2 separate regions of the Mus musculus genome follow, and region 1 is linked to region 2. A link is a contact called in public HiChIP or PLAC-seq data. All regions are on one chromosome and are shown on one strand. Each heading gives the region's core, a stretch centred on a gene start, on an enhancer-like site or on the middle of the called end of the contact. The rest is flanking DNA. Distances are from core to core; before and after follow the strand shown.

The links. HiChIP or PLAC-seq counts read pairs in DNA pulled down with a chosen protein or histone mark.
Region 1: a contact with region 2 is called in an H3K27ac HiChIP or PLAC-seq map of embryonic stem cells, with 5 read pairs. The contact joins two enhancer-like sites. A contact is called at or near these places in 10 of 39 promoter capture datasets (3T3-L1-derived adipocytes, the C10 cell line, the HPC-7 cell line and 7 more), 2 of 115 datasets of contacts at active chromatin or transcription factors (bone marrow-derived macrophages and embryonic stem cells) and 3 of 9 other capture datasets (adipose tissue, liver and pancreatic islet).

Annotation. Positions count from the first base shown.
Region 1 is chr8:34,121,012-34,126,185 of GRCm38.p6, reverse strand. Mboat4 (membrane bound O-acyltransferase domain containing 4) reads right to left here. Exons shown (of 3, transcript NM_001126314.2): 3 at 1,001-2,431. The coding sequence ends at 1,468. Among named protein-coding and RNA genes, the nearest start is that of Gm39158, 2.8 kb to the right of the region's middle. Within about 2 kb of position 1,780, at least 108 of the 459 cell types and tissues checked have an H3K27ac peak or open chromatin away from gene starts, as enhancers often do. A contact at or near this core is called in embryonic stem cells, where this site is marked.
Region 2 is chr8:33,763,077-33,768,226 of GRCm38.p6, reverse strand. The region is part of intron 6 of Gtf2e2 (general transcription factor II E, polypeptide 2 (beta subunit)); the gene reads right to left. Among named protein-coding and RNA genes, the nearest start is that of Smim18, 18 kb to the right of the region's middle. Within about 2 kb of position 3,481, at least 4 of the 459 cell types and tissues checked have an H3K27ac peak or open chromatin away from gene starts, as enhancers often do. A contact at or near this core is called in embryonic stem cells, where this site is marked.

The DNA of each region.
Region 1 (5,174 bases), core at 531-3,030, 360 kb before region 2:
TGAGATGATTACATAGACTAAATTTTTCAAGCTATGGCAAGGGCTGAGTATCTAGTTTGTTATAGCATGGTTGAGTTTGTCAGTTTTGCTTCCTGTCAGGCATACTTTTTGTTTTCTGGTCTGAGTCTCTGTTTGACCCTCTGCAAGGTCAAAGGCTATGTAGTAGCCACCAGCCTCAGACTTGCAGATTTTCCTGTCTAGGATTCCAGAGTCCTGGGATTTCAGTGTTGTGCCACCTTGCCTGACTTATTAGGGTTGAATGTTTCCTAGAGGTATGTGTGTTGGAGGCCTGGTCCCCAGGGTGGCAGTGTTGACAGACAGCAAAACCTTTAAGAGATGGACCCCCAATGGAGTCCTGTCACTCAAAGAGTTGAAGATAGTTTTCATGAGATGTATTTTTCCTAAGAGGAGTGTTAAAGAAAATAATATTGGTCCAGACAGCTCTCTGGTTTACTCCAAGATTTGAGCCATTGTCCCTGTTCGCACTTCTGCTATGATGTGACAGCATCCACCATCAGGGATCAACAGAAGCCAAACCATCAGACTTTGCACTTCTAACTCTGAGACCTAAATAAACATCCTTTCCTTCATAAGTCTGCCTGTCTCTAACATTTCATTATGGCAATAAGAAGTCATTCATACCAGATTGCAATACTTCACATCCCAGAATCAACTGGGCCCAATGGGTACTAAGCATTTAATTTCTGTGCATATAACATCTTCATGCGGTTCACAGTAGTTTGATGTTTTGGTTTTGTTTTTTAAATCTGGTAGTGAGGCTCAAACCCCAGCCCTCCCATCTGCTGGGCAGACACTCACTGAATCACGCCCTCTACTCACACCTGATGTTTTTATATCCAGGCTCATTTCAACCTCACTTCCACATCTAGAGAAGTCCCTGTGCTTCTCCAATTTGTACCTCAGTAACAATAGAATAGCTTGTTAATGCACAAGTCTTAATTACTGTTCCCCTGCTGTAATGAGACACCACGGCCACAGAAACTTTTATAAAGGAAATCATTTAATTGGGGCTGACTTATAATTCCAGGGGTTTAGTCCATTATCATCATGGCAGGAAGCATGGCGGCATGCAGGCAGACATGGTGCTGGAGGAGCTAAGAGTTCTATATCCAGATCGGCAAGCTACAGGGAAAGACGCTAAACTAGGACTGGGCTTTTGAAACTTCAAAGCCTAGTGACACACTTCCTCCGATGAAGCCACACCTCCTAGTCCTTTCAAGTAGTGTCACCCTCTAAGCATTTAAATATATAAACATATGGGAGCCATTACTATTCAAACCACCACAGAAGAGAAACACATCTCTGTGGCCAGCCATCAGGTTTATCCATCCAATACTTAAAAACTTTCACTATGAATAGTTTTAAATACATTATTCATCAAGGCATCTTCTGGCATTTCCTAAGCAGTATTTAATGGCTAGGTGAGATGAAGGGCAGGGAAAGATTTCAGTTACGTTTGTCTTTTCTCTCCGCTAACAGAAAAAGCAAAAGACCGTACATCACAGGGAAGAGACTGTTGTAAGAACAGCACAGTTGGCAGAGAGAGGAAAGGCTCCGGCCCTCCACCGCCAGCATGATGTAGGCAATGATGAGTTGGGTATGAGCCCAAGTGAGGGCTCTATAAAGCAGCCGCAGGGGCCAGGATCTGATACATACGTTGGCAAAAGTGTGAATCAGATAATCGGCTTTCACCATTACAGACCAGCACAGGAAGCCGAACACCTGACCTGGGTGGAGCCCGTGCCACCAGGCAGAGAAGGCAAATGTCTGCAGCAGGGGCCAGCGCCGGCTCTTCCGGAAGACGAGCCTCCTGAGCCACAGAGCTGTGCTTCGGTTCCACTGCCTGGCGAACAGGGAGATCCTGTGGGTAGTTTCCAGGGTCCAAATGTCCACGTCGGGGACGTATCCCTCCTCTCCAGGCCCCTGGCCAGCCTCAGCGCCAAAGCCCGCCGCGTGGAGGAGAGAGTCGTCCAGGATCCAATGGGAGTAATAGGTGAGTTTAAAGAGCCAGGCTGTGGACCACATGAGGTAGATGCACTCCAGCCGCTGGCAGTCATCCAGTCCAGCTCCAGCACTCACCGCGCTCCTCAGCGCCACCTTGAGGCACTCCAGCCCGAGAATCTGCAGACCCCTCCAGGTCAGAGCCCGAAAAGAGATACTCGGATACAAAGAGCTTGATCTTTGAACGCAAGCCTGAAACCTCCGGAAGGAACACAGGGAGCCTCCCAGGAGAGCAGGGAAAAAGAGCAAGTAGCTGAAATGAGGTAGAGCATCCCACAGGTGCTCAGAGAAAGAACTCTTGCTCCTGATGCCCCGCCTCGGGGCCTCCACCTTCCCTTCACAAATGTCCAGTGAGAGGGATGTGACTCTCTGCGTCAAGAGCATGAGGGAAGAAAGAGTGATGTAGAACCTGAAAGACATTTAAATAAACATGTATGTGAAGCCACGCCATATTTATTGTCTCACACTTGTTCTCTCGCCTCCAACCTGCCCACAGATCTCATAGCAAATCACGCTCCACAAACACTCTTAGAATCTTTCAGAACCGTGCATTATTCCAGGGCAAAACCACTAATTATCCCAGGCCGGGTATCACACTCCTTTAATCCCAGCATCTCAGCATGCGGAGGCAAAGGCAGTTGGATCTCTGAGTTCGAGGCTAGCATGGTTTTCAGAGCAAGAACTACACAGTCAGAACTACACAGAGAAAACCTTACCCCAACCCATCTGACTCATATTTATGCTGTCATGTGGTTGCTGGGAATTGAACTCAGGACCTCTGGAAGAGCAGTCAGTGCTCTTAGCCATTGAGCTATCTCTCCACCTCCTGGTTATAATATTTTAGAATAGCTTATAAACGGCTGGAGAGATAGCTCAGTGGGCACTTGAGACTGACAACCACAGTTCAATTCCCAGGTCCCACGTGGTTAAAAAAAAAAAGAAAGAAAGAAAAGAAAAGAAAATGAAAATGAAAAAAACCACCTAACTCCCAAAAGTTGCTCTCTGAACTCCATAGGAGTACTGTGTTGTGTACAACAAATCAATCATAAATAAATTAATTAAAAATGTTCCTTTAAAAAGAGAACGGCTTACAAATATTAGGATCAGACCTGGTGTGGTGACACATACTACATTCAAGAGGCTGGGTCAGGAGGAGAGTGAGTTGGTTTGCCTATACTGTAGAGTAATTTCTAGACCATTCCATACATAAAAAAAATAAAAATCAATAAAAAGAAATTAAGACTGGAGACATGGAAGAAGTTTAGAAATAAAATAAATAAGAATTCGTAGTAAAAAGATGATTCCAGGAAGTTGAATTGTTAAACATAAGCCAGGCCCTGATTATAATATTCCGGTGCCTGGGGGTGCACACTGAAAACGCATCAGGGTGAGGAGGAGGAGTAGCACCTAAGCAGGTAACACTTGTTTTCCACCAGTCTTCTGAACTCTCTCCGTGACACCCTTGGAGACTCTGAGATTGCTGAGGACAGCCAGAGAAAATGACAATCACACTATGTATAATGAAGAAGCCAGCACTGTCCCCAGCCATGGCTGTGTCTCCTTCTGACTTAAGGTCATCAGATCCTCTTGCCTGACTTATCTTGAGAGCAGGGTCACCTCCAAATCCAACTTCCCCTCTGTTGCAGGCTGTGTCCCCCTCCCCCACCAAATTCACATCCTTAAGTTCCAAGCCCTAGTGACTCAGAGTGTGAGCATATTTAGAGACAGGGTCTTTAAAGAAGCAATTAAAGGGGCTGGAGAGGGGGCTGGTGAGATGGCTCAGTGGGTAAGAGCACCCGACTGCTCTTCTGAAGGTCCGGAGTTCAAACCCCAGCAACCACATGGTGGCTCACAACCATCTGTAATAAGATCTGACTCCCTTTTCTGGAGTGTCTGAAGACAGCTACAGTGTACTTACATATAATAAATAAATTTAAAAGGGGGGGGGCTGGAGAGATGGTTCAGTGGTTAAGAACACTGACTTCTCTTTCAGAGGTCCTGAGTTCAATTTCCAGCAACTACATGGTGGTTCCAACCATCTGCAATGGGATCAGATGCCCTCTTCTGGTGTGTCTGAAGACAGCTACAGTGTACTCATATACATTAAATCAATTTTTTTTAAAAAGAAGCAATTAAAGAGATGCCATACTGGGCAGACACTCATCCAACATGACTAAAGAGGTAGGACAATCACACATGTGTATGATCAGACACAGACACACACGTGCAATGACCATGTGACAACCCAGAGAAGGCAGCCATCGATTAGCCAAGATGAGAAGCCTCAAAGGCAGCAAGCAGCCACTGTGCCTGTACCATCACTAGCCGCCAAGCTGTGCAGTTCTGCTGCGTGTATCACCCAGTCAGTTGGCTTTGCCATGCCAGTTCTGGCTAGCTAGCAGATACTTTCATTGCACATCTGCACAGAGTTCCTCCCACTCAGAGCCTGTTCAACTGGCCCTTCCGGCCTCTGTCAGGACCTGGCTTCCTACTGCAGTCCTGATTTGTCATGTCCAGAACAGGAATCCTGCCTACTTACTATCTATTCTTTCCCAGAAAGACGAACCTTATGTCAATCTCTATCACGCACCCCAACGAGAGAGAGAGAGAGAGAGAGAGAGAGAGAGAGAGAATGTGTGTATGTGTGTGTGTGTTGTGTATGCATGTGTGAAGGCCAAAGGAGAACATGTATGTACTGCTCAATCGATGCCTGCCTTATTCCCTTGGTATAGAGTCTCTCATTGAACCTGGAACTATGCCAAGGAGTTAGCCCCAGTAATCTCCTGTCATCCCCCTCTCCCAACACATGCAGAGCTGGGGTTACAGCTGCACACATAGTCACATGGCTTTTCTCTGTGTTCCTGAGATTTGAACTCAGGTCCTCGGATTTACACAGCAAGCATTCCCACCCACTGAGCCATCGCTCCAGCGCACAAGTCTGAAGTCCTCGATGAACACTGTCTTATGTTTCTGTTTGTGGTTTTTGAGACAGGGTCTTTTGTATCCCGGTCTGGTCCTCAATTTGCTATGTAACTGAGGATCGACGCCAAAACCCTGATCCTCTTGCCTCTCCCTCCTTGTGGTGGGATTTTTAAAAGAAGAAGCAATTAAAGAGATGTCGTAATGGGCAGACACTCATCCAAACATGACTA
Region 2 (5,150 bases), core at 2,232-4,731:
AACTCATTGGTAAGTTGAACATACAAACTAAAATACACCTAAGCTACTGAATAGCACACTTAGCAAACTGTGGTTCTCACATCACTGCCTATAAGGTCAAAAAAAACGATATTCACTGAGTGTACTAAATAATTGAACCCATGAACATATCTCAATCCATTTTCTTTTTTATAAATATTAACTGAATCTTTAACCCACTCTTCACGCAGAACAGTCTGTCCCCCAAGGAACATTTGGTAATATACAGAGGCAGCTATGGCCTCACACCATGGGGAAGCTGTGTCTCTGACAGTTAAACCAGCCAGAAATGCTGATAAAGGTTCTATATTGCACTGAACAACCCTCTACAACAACAACAACAAAAATTTTAGCCTCAAATGTTAATGCTACCAAAGTTGAAAATTCTGCTCCCATCATCTTTCCTGGAAGGTATTAATTACTGAAAAATATCAGTTTATATTAAATGGAGTTTATAATACAATACTGTTCACAACTATTTTGTGTTGTTTTAATTCTTCATTTTCTACGTTGTATACTGTATATAGAATAGCTTGCTATTGTAAATCACAGAAAAGGTACACTTTTCACCTTCTAGAACTTGACCAAGAATTGTGAACGGCTGAAGGAAATCACAAGTTACAGCACATATGCCGCCCAGGCATCAAACATCTACTGGTTACCTATAGCTATCAGGTATCATATATGTGGAGTCATGGTGACTCCACATTTAAGTTGACAGTTATTTCATTTATATTTTGTTGCAGGCATTAACTATGCCTGATTACTTATTAATATTTAAAGAAAAAAGTTAAATATAATCATTTACATTGCATTTAGGGTATTCTACTGACTTTTAAACTAATTATATATTAGAAGTTTATACTGGAGCTCAAGAGATGACTCAGTAGTTAGGAGCAGTGACTGCTCTTCCAGAAGACTAAAGTTTGATTCCCAGCACCCACACGGCAGCTCATAGCTGAGACTCCAGTGCGAGGAAACCCAAAGCCACCTTCTAGTCTCCACAGGAAACATGCAGATATGTGATAAAGACAAAACACCCACACACATAAAATTAAAAATAGGGCTGGTGAGATGGCTCAGTGGGTAAGAGCACCCGACTGCTCTTCCAAAGGTCAGGAGTTCAAATCCCAGCAACCACATGGTGGCTCACAACCATCCGTAACAGGATCTGACGCCCTCTTCTGGAGTGTCTGAGGACAGCTACAGTGTACTTACATATAATGAATAAATAAATCTTTAAAAAAAAAATAAAATAAAATAAAATTAAATTAAATTAAAAATATTTTTTAAAAAGCTTATATGTTTATTTAAATTTCAGATGAATAAGAGTAACAAAATGGCTGTCATAAAAAGACAATTTACTAAATCTGATTAAGCAAACATCATTAGACGAGACCCAGCAGGTGTCTCTGCACCATCAGACACACGGACATGCTCCTGGCTGCCTGCATGTGGCTCCGGTTTCAGCTGACCTCATCTATTTTCACAGAGATCACCTATGAACTCCACCCACCTTCCCCCTTAAACAAGCATGGCAAAACACTTATGTCTTTGCTAGTGTACGGACTGTGTAAAATTTTTAGATGTGTATCGTCTTCTTCAGAATGTAAGCTTCAGGGCTGGTGAGATGGCACACTGTACCCCAAGCCTGATTGCCTGAGTTCAGCTGTGAGGACCCACATGTGTGAAGCAGAGAACTGACCCCTACAAGCAGTCCTCCACATGTGTGCCACGGAGGGCACGTTGCCACACAGTAGATAAACAAATGTTAAGAAGAAATGAATAAACCCCTTAGTGCAATGCCTTCAATTAATGACTACAGCACACAGAACAAATTATTTAGTAGGTTTACAAATAAGCATTCAGAGACTAAAGCAAAAACCCAGAACCTGTCAAAAACAGAAAAGTTTGTAGAAAGCCTGGTGTGATGGCATATACCTTTTATCCCAGCACTTTAGGAAGCTTTAAGTCCAGCCTGATCTACAAAGCCAGGGATAGAGTGAGGCTACACGACCAGAATAGCACTGTGAGATGCTTGTATCAAAAAAAAAAGTTGGGCCAGGCGTGGTGGTGCACACCTTTAATCCCAGCACCTGGGAGGCAGAAGCAGGTAGATTTCTGAGTTCGAGGCCAGCCAGCCTGGTCTACAAAGTGAGTCCCAGGACAGCCAGGGCTACAGAGAAAACCAAAAAAGTTTGGTAGAGAGTAAGAGAAAAAAAATTGTACAGTTTTCAAAATAAAGGAAGGGTAGGATGCCCATAAAAGACAAATATAAAATGGCACTAGAACTGATTAAAAATCTTAAAGAGGGGCTGAAGAGACAGGAGGTGGTTGAGAATACTAGCTGCTCTTTGAGAAGACTTAGGTTCAATTCCCAGCACCCACATGGTGGTTTACAGGGTATCCAACTCCCTCTTCTGGCCTCCTCCAGCACCAGGCAGGCACTTGGTGAACAGATATATATCTAGGCAAAATATCCATACACATAAAATTGTCTTAAAAGTTAAGGATAGGGGCTGGAGACATGGCTCAGTGGGTAAGAGCACTGACTCCTCTTCCGAAGGTCCTGAGTTCAAATCCCAGAAACCACATGGTGGCACACAACCATCCATAATGAGATCTGACGTCCTCTTCTGGTGTGTCTGAAGTCAGGTACAGTGTACTCACATATAATAAATAAATTAATTTTTTAAAAAAAGCTAAGGAGAACCATAGCCACCCACAATAGAAATGTCTCAAACAAGAAGATACAAGTGAAAGTAAAAGCCAGGCAAAAAAAGGTGTCCAGCATATAAAGGGGAAAGAGTTATGACAAGTGAGCTGAGCTACAGATAGATAAAATCTAAGAACTGGACAGCAGTAAAATAACACAATGCAACTGAGAGGAACACTGTATGAGTATGAACATAATCCTTAAGCTATTATCATTCAAGAACATGCACAGGTTTAAAACTGCATGAAAATATATAACACATCAATTACACAAGTACTGAAGGAAATCAACAACTATTAAAACTGTGTGAAACTTCAATGTCTGATTAATCATTGTTCAGAGTAAATAGTCAAATTTTTAACAGGTAGCAAGTGATCTGACAGATTATATGTTGTTAAAGTAAAACAACAAGAAGCAATAAAAGTCAAATAATAGTTTGACAAAGAATTGAGGAAGCCATACCAAGTATAAAAAGTTGGCAATTAAGAAGCAGAATAACAGAGAAAATTAAAAAGGTTCTAGAAGCCATCTTCTGCAAATCTGTTGCCATTAAATGTAAGGAGCGGGTGTAGCGGCTACCGCCGCTGCCCCAAGATGGCACCCCGACAGCTGCCAGGTCTTATGACCTACACCTGACTTTCTCATTACCTCAGACATAGCCACATCCCAGCCGCCTGCACAGCGCAGATGCCATGCCTCGTCAGCTCGCGTGAACCAATGGACTGCCGTTACGTGACTGGGGTGACTGGGAGGAGTCAGTAGGGTATTTAAGGCGCGCCCCGGGGTTGTTAGAGGGGATTGTTGTTCCTGCATTGCAATGCTAAGTGTTCTGAATAAACCTGCTTGAAGAAGGTCGACGTGGTGTTGGGTGGATGCGACAATTAAAGATGTAATTTGTAAATAAATTATTTTGAAAGAAAGCACATTTAGTGTGGCTGACACATAAAACAGAAAATTAGAAAAATAAATAAAATAAATACAGTTAAAGAAGACACTAACAATCCCGTCAACGAGAAGGCAACCAATCCAGTATATCTTACGGAACTCTTTCAAGTATGCAAGGAACCTAATACTCTAACAAAACAACAGAAGGCAAGGTGAGCAGGAAAGAACCTAGACGTGACAGATCTGAAGTAGAAATCTGAGCAATGGGTCCGGAGAAATGTTTCTATCATTTAGAGTGCATACTGCTCTTGATCCAGGTTGAATTCAAATGAGACAGAGATGGAGACCAAATATCTGACACCAAAGGTTAGTCTAACTGCAGGAGTGTTGACCATGGTTCAGTATTAAGAAATCTAGGAAAACATTTCATAATATATTGAATAAGTAAGCAACAACAAAGATCTTAAAAGAAGCAAAACTATTTTTCTCAGTCTACCTCTCCAGTATCTTCACCAATATACCTTGTCCACCATACAAGACACTTACTGTAGCACTGGCAAACACTGTAGCATCTATTTATCACGTGCTGTGAAGAGACTATACATCATTAGAGAATACTTGTAGTGCAGAGATCAAACTAGAAGAATAAGCTACTAACAAAATTTGTTCCTTAGTATGTGAAACTTTACCACATGTATACCATCATATACATTACTTATCTAATCTGGGGAGGTGAGGGAATAAAGACTCCCATTTGTCTCTGTCAGCCAAACAATAAGACTTTAGACCAACAAAGGATATATAAAATGACAAACTAAACTAGATGCAATATTAAATAAGTGCGAGAAAAAGACAAACAAAACAGAAAATGGCTAAGAAAGCTAAGGAGCAATATTCTTAGAAAAATCACATTAGAGACAGGAAATATTAATAGCTTAGCGGGAAGATTATAAGAATACATGGCTAGGGGCTGGAGAGATAGCTTCAAGGTTAAGAGCACTGGTTGCTCTTCTAAGGTCTTGAGTTCAATTCCCAGTAACCACATGGTGGCTGACAAGCATCTCTAATGTGATCTGGTGCCCTCTTCTGGCCTGTGGCTATATATGCAGGCAGAATGTTGTATACATAATACATAAATCTAAAAAAAGAAAAAAAGAATATATGGTCTAACTACTGCTAAACAAATAATATTCCTGAAATGGCTCCACAAACTGCTCCTGAGAAGTTTTCAGTGGGCTGGTGGGTTATTCCAACCTCTTTTCTGTCAACAACTGACCTCGACTCAAACGTCTTCCAGAGCAGACATGCTGCAGAACAAGCTTCACACGAAAAGCTGTGACTGAGAATATGTGGCTACGTCAAAGGTGCCCAGGAAAGGTTGAATGAACTAAGACATACTCATGCTGGACAAAGAGAAAGAGATGCTGAAACAGAGATGAGAAGAATACGCTAGAGGCTTGGACACAGAACTCAGTGGGAGTGCCTGCCCAGCAAAGCTGAGGTATTGGATTCAACTACACACACACACACA